Linked DNA regions of Sus scrofa: region 1 is linked to region 2. The links are chromatin contacts, called in public Hi-C maps. All regions are on one chromosome and are shown on one strand. The core of a region is the stretch at or near the end of the contact, and the rest is flanking DNA. Distances in the headings are between cores, read along the strand shown. Region 1 has its middle 92 kb from the start of DDIT4L. Region 2 has its middle 130 kb from the start of EMCN.

Region 1 (2,700 bases), core at 24-2,523, 240 kb after region 2:
TTCTTTTCTTTTCTTTCTTTCTTTCTTTCTTTCTTTTTTTTTTTTTTTCTTTGCTGTTTAGGGCTGCATCTGCAGCATATGGAATTTCCCAGGCTAGGAGTCGAATTGGAGCTACAGTTGCCAGCCTACGCCACAGCCACAGCAGGATCCAAGCTGCATATGTGACCTGCACCACAGCTTACAGCAAGGCTGGATCTTTAACCCACTGAGTGAGGCCAGGGATTGAACCTCTGTCGTCATAGATACTAGTCAGGTTCATTACCACTGAGCCACAATGAGAACTCCCAGAGGCTGAATTTCAAAATAAGTTGAAAGAGGATTAATGAGGAGATTGATTTCTAGAAACACACAGCCAAGAGCATCTGAAATGTAACTGCTAGGAGTCCTCAGGCAACGTGCCAGATTTCCTTTTCATTTTATACATTTATAAAATCGTTGCATTTTAATGGTCCAAGGCAAATGGAAGTCTCCACTCCTTATTTTCGACGCAGAATAGATGTCTGGAAAGGTCTAACAACTCGTCCAGTCTAGCACAATTAGTTAGAAAGATTCTTTTGAGTCATTCCATGAAGGTATCTCTTGATAAGATTTACTTTTTCAAGTTAAAAACTCAACTAGTCTAAGCACATTGGGCAACAATAACAAATTAGCAAACCACGACAGATTTTTTTTAAAATCGATCTTTCAAATTGTTAAAATCAAACATCATTTAAAAAAGAAAAAAGAACTTTTGGCTAACATGTGAACTCTTTGGAGTAAGGGCGTGTGATGAATCTACAGAGAAACAAGCAGAGCCGTGGAGCTTATCTTAGCAAGATTCAACTGTGGGCTTTAGAGCAATGAACATTATACACAGAAAGGACAAAAGAGACCATGGAGAATTCAGAGGAGCTGGGATATTATAAGTTCTTTAACAGAAGTGTGCCAAATGACATAGGATACATGGAGACCAATTTGGAGTGGAAACAAGAAAGGATCAAAGTGCCATGGAAAACAGGAGCAAACAAGGAGCGACTGAGGGATGAATCCAGGCAGCAGGACCCACTTCCCTGCCTGGGACTCTGCAGGACCAGCAGAATACGCTTCATTAATGGACGTGCCCAGCCAGGGTTCAAGAAATAAAACACTGCTTACAGCTTTGCCAAACTAGCTTAAAAAAAAAAAAATTAAAAACCACTCTGACAATACTCTTGGGAGTATGAGGCTCCAGGAGTCAAGAAAGCACGCTGAGGTTTCTGCTTCATACCTTTCTCCCTTAGCTGTGTTTCCTGTAAGACCTGGCACAGAGATACAGCAGAGAGATCACAGAGTAAACCAATATGCTTTACGCGATGTTCCTTACATGTTGCAAGTGTTTTTGTTTTTTTTTTTTTTAATACCGTTGGCAGCATTTTTTTATTATTATTTTAATCGTTTGCAATTTCGTGTTGGACTTTAACATAAGGCCGTTTTCCATGCTTGTTGCCAGCAGCAGAACTTGGTCAGCTGCCACGCCACACTCTCTCAACACTATCTGAAATGTGACCCAGTTTTAGTGAAGGAAGAGAGTTCCTGATCCCTAATTACTGCAGCTCGGGGGGAAGCTCTTTGCCAGACATGGGAAGTTTCTGACCCTCACAGAGCCTCACAATGTGTAGGTCAAGTGTCTGGTCCTTAGAGTGAGCAGCAGAGTGTTGGACACAGGGAAAGGTCTCTTGGAAGGTCAGGTTAAAAGAAAGCCAGCACTGCATCTGCTGATTAGTGCACCAAACTGGGACTCCACGCAGCCCAGACAAGGCTTCCTATGCCCCTGGGGGGTAATTAAGGAGTGGGGAAAGGTGGTGCCAACACAGTGGAATTGCACTGGGGTCCAGCAGCAACACTCATTTGCCTCGTTCATGTGAAGGAGTTAATCTCACTGAGTCTGAATGACGGCATCTCAATGTGAGAATAAACATTAACATGTTCATTAGTTAACATTAACAACATCTGATAGGAAAATGTCTGTGAAAAAGACCTTTCAAGCTGTACCACGTCTTATGGAGATTAGTTATTAATGTAACACATGCAAAATCATTTCCTTTATGAGTATATACACACACATGCACACACATATAAAATAAAGGGGATAATCTCAGTTAATCCATTATTTTTTTTTTCATCTTTTTAGGGCCATCCCTTTGGCATATGTTAGTTCCCAGGCTAGGGGTTGAATCAAAGCTACAGCTGCCGACCTACACCACAGCCCCAGCAACATGGGATCTGAGCACGTGTGCAACCTACATCACAGCTCACAGCAATGCCGGATCCTTAACTGACCAAGCAAGGCCAGGGATTGAACCCACATCCTCATGGATACTAGTTGGGTTCATTACTGCTGAGCTACCACAGGTATTCCTCAATATACTTTGATTTCCTTAACTTACATAAAACTGTTCTTGCATGAGTATAATATAGTCTCTTGGTTTGCTAAGGCATGAAATTAATTTGTCTTTGACACCAGGGATTGAGGCATGTTCTCACTGGGGCAAAAAGGGAAGCCCTCATGCCTCTCCTACCATATTTCATGGACTGGTAACTGAGCTGGAAACTAAAGGTAAGTGCAGGAGCCACTTGGAGCGTTCAAGTCATCTCCTTAATGCTGTAAAATCCATTTTAAAAGGGAAATTGTACATAAACAGACAAATATTGTTTGAGTCCACTTATGTTAAGTACTCAGAA
Region 2 (2,700 bases), core at 193-2,692:
CATTTATGGCCATTCCTTTATTAAAATGTAAATTATACCTAACCTTGTGGTATTTCACTGGTGAATGCCTTACTTTTGCAAGCTTTTCATTTTACATTTGCTCATAAAGTAATTATCCTCCATATCCTTTTGAATTTTAATTCTAAATGCAAAGTTAATAATATTTCTATTTGGGTCATCTTTCAAAGAGCTTTAAAAGGTTTATGAACATAACCTGATCTTCATGTCTCCTGCCTCCAGTAGCCTTGCACACACAAGGCCATTCTAATTCCTCCCAGAGCAGAAGGTAGAGCAGGGTCAGATTGCATCTCAAACTCACCTCTTATCCCAAAGACCATGGGTTCTGAGGCTGAGGAACCACATTTCAGTTTGGGAGTAAGAACACTCTTTATCATTGTATCAGTTAGTTTCAAGGTTATACCAAGGCATTAGTTTATCCTTAAATCTTCTTTTAAGGTATCCTTCTGGAATTCAACCCTGAGAGAGTATGGAAGACAATATTTTTTAAGCAAGTAAAAATGAAAGAGAACTCTTTTTAGTCAACTGAAGAATTGACCAACAATAGCATATTGTAACTGTCATTAGGTTTCCAGTTCTCTTTGTTCCTAATTTCTTATTTTTCCCATTTGTATCTTGGACAAGTATACACAGTTAGACGATCTCTACCAGCAAGCAAAGCAAACTCCCAGAATCCCAGGTTAAGCACTAATTTTTCTCCGGAGGCAGCTCTTCTGGGATGAGATATCATGTAACTAGTGAGGAAAGTAAAAACTACTTTCCCTCATTTATAAAGCAAGCGTAAAAAGTTTAGCCAGCCACAGACCCATGGAAAATGCAGCATCTTTTGACCCTAAAAAATTATGCCTTTAATCCTTATTTTATTATTCTATTTGTATCTTGTCCTTATACAGAATGTAAATGAACACTGTAAAATTACAAAGTTCCCCTTCACACTTTCCTTAAGCCTTTTTTTTTTCTGTTTTTCACCATTTTCATTACAATGGATAGAAAAATCCCAAATTTTCCTCCTAACTAGACAGTAATCTGAATTATAGGCCCACTATTGCCAGATCAGTTACATCACCTTCATGAGCGAAAGAAAGGAGATTAGATTTATGACATGTTACTAGTTAATCATTTAGCAATTACAATGTCACCATGGACGGGAAGATAACTGTTACAACAGACAAATTCGTATATGCATGATACTACTTTGAAGCTGTTTTATAGTTATGGACATTCAATTACTGTTTCTCTTCGCTCATGCTAGAGAGCATTCATGTGTTTTTGAATGAGAGACACAAATTTTATTCTTCCAGCTGCTTGCTGTTTGGATCTGGAGAGGATAAAGCGTCCTAAAGAAAATTAAGTGGGTGGTTGCTGTGACTGAATGATTCCCCTCTGTTAGCCTGTGGGCAAGAATGGAGTTGAATTTAACCTTTAGTTTCCGAGGTTAGTGATAGATTAGATAAATGGCAAGCAGCTACCCCTCCCATATCCTGTTCATGGAATGTAGGAAATGACTAAAATAGGGTCCACAGGAAATTTACTGCTCAAACATATCAAGGATTATGTTCCTTAGTGCTAAAAAAAAAAGAAGAAGAATAAGAATCCCAAAGTTTATTGTAAGAATTCTATTTTGAAAGATGGCTTACGTGATTCTGGAGTTTCGGAAAAACAATTTTATTTTCCAGTTTGTCATTGAGTAAACAGAATCATATTTATTCAATGGAAACCTGTTATTTGGTTTTCTCAGAGCAAATAGAGTTATTACAATACTGCTGACTCATTCTCCCGGCTGCTGGGTAATTTGCTACTTGGAATCAATAAAAATACACCTCTCCTAACACTGAATTCAAAGTTTACCAAAGATTGGCATTGTTTTAAGTTATAAACCGAGAATTCATAGATGTGATTTGTGCAGCTTTTCACATAACCAGCAAGTTGTAATCCATTAAACACAGACACTTGCTTTATTTAAAAAAAAAAAAATGGCAAAGAAAGAATAAAGGAGAATATAGTAAAATAATTTCCAAATGTACAAATCTATGAACTTGAAGTCCTTGCACAGTCATAAGTCCACAGGTCTTTCATGGTCATTTAGGTCTCATTAATTTCAGAGAAAGGACGCACATGTCTAGGCCACATAGAGCACTGAAGGAGGACCAGCTTCTTAATTTGTTATTCACAAGCTGCTCTACTGATCAGGGGATTTGACCTTGCCTTTGCCTTAAGAGCCACAAAACTGGCAGTGATCCTTCTCTTAGAACTTGTTTCCTTATACCAATCTATAAATAATCCTTCTACAGTAACAGAGGGTAATTTTAGTCCTGTCCCTATTTTTAAAAAGATGAGATACTGATTTTTATCATTTTTAGGATTCTCTATATCCCCCCCCACACACACACACCATGTTATCATCACTGCTCTTCTGTGTATTGGCCCCACCTCCTTCAATTATTTTTATTTTCAGCATAAGCCGTTGAACAGGGCATGAGGCAAGAGGTGATAGTGAACGTGACTGATAAATCATAGTAACTAAAAAGGTCAGGTTTTTTCTCGGTTGCATTTTATTTATTTTTAGAAATGGAGAAAGATGAATGGAAAAGTCCTTTCCGAAGGTTGGTGATAAAGTAAGGAGACTGGATTTTTATGGATAATTCCTCAATTTTATTACTCTGTAGTCCCGACACATAAATA

The links. Hi-C and Micro-C count contacts between places; a contact is called where the count stands out from the background.
Region 1: a contact with region 2 is called in a Hi-C map of liver, with 6 times the contacts expected there. The contact joins two enhancer-like sites. A contact is called at or near these places in 2 of 47 Hi-C or Micro-C datasets (epiblast stem cells and liver).

The regions. Positions count from the first base shown.
Region 1 is chr8:120,278,363-120,281,062 of Sscrofa11.1, forward strand. No RefSeq gene overlaps it. Among named protein-coding and RNA genes, the nearest start is that of DDIT4L, 92 kb to the right of the region's middle. Within about 2 kb of position 1,274, at least 5 of the 83 cell types and tissues checked have an H3K27ac peak or open chromatin away from gene starts, as enhancers often do. A contact at or near this core is called in liver, where this site is marked.
Region 2 is chr8:120,039,244-120,041,943 of Sscrofa11.1, forward strand. No RefSeq gene overlaps it. Among named protein-coding and RNA genes, the nearest start is that of EMCN, 130 kb to the right of the region's middle. Within about 2 kb of position 1,443, at least 5 of the 83 cell types and tissues checked have an H3K27ac peak or open chromatin away from gene starts, as enhancers often do. A contact at or near this core is called in liver, where this site is marked.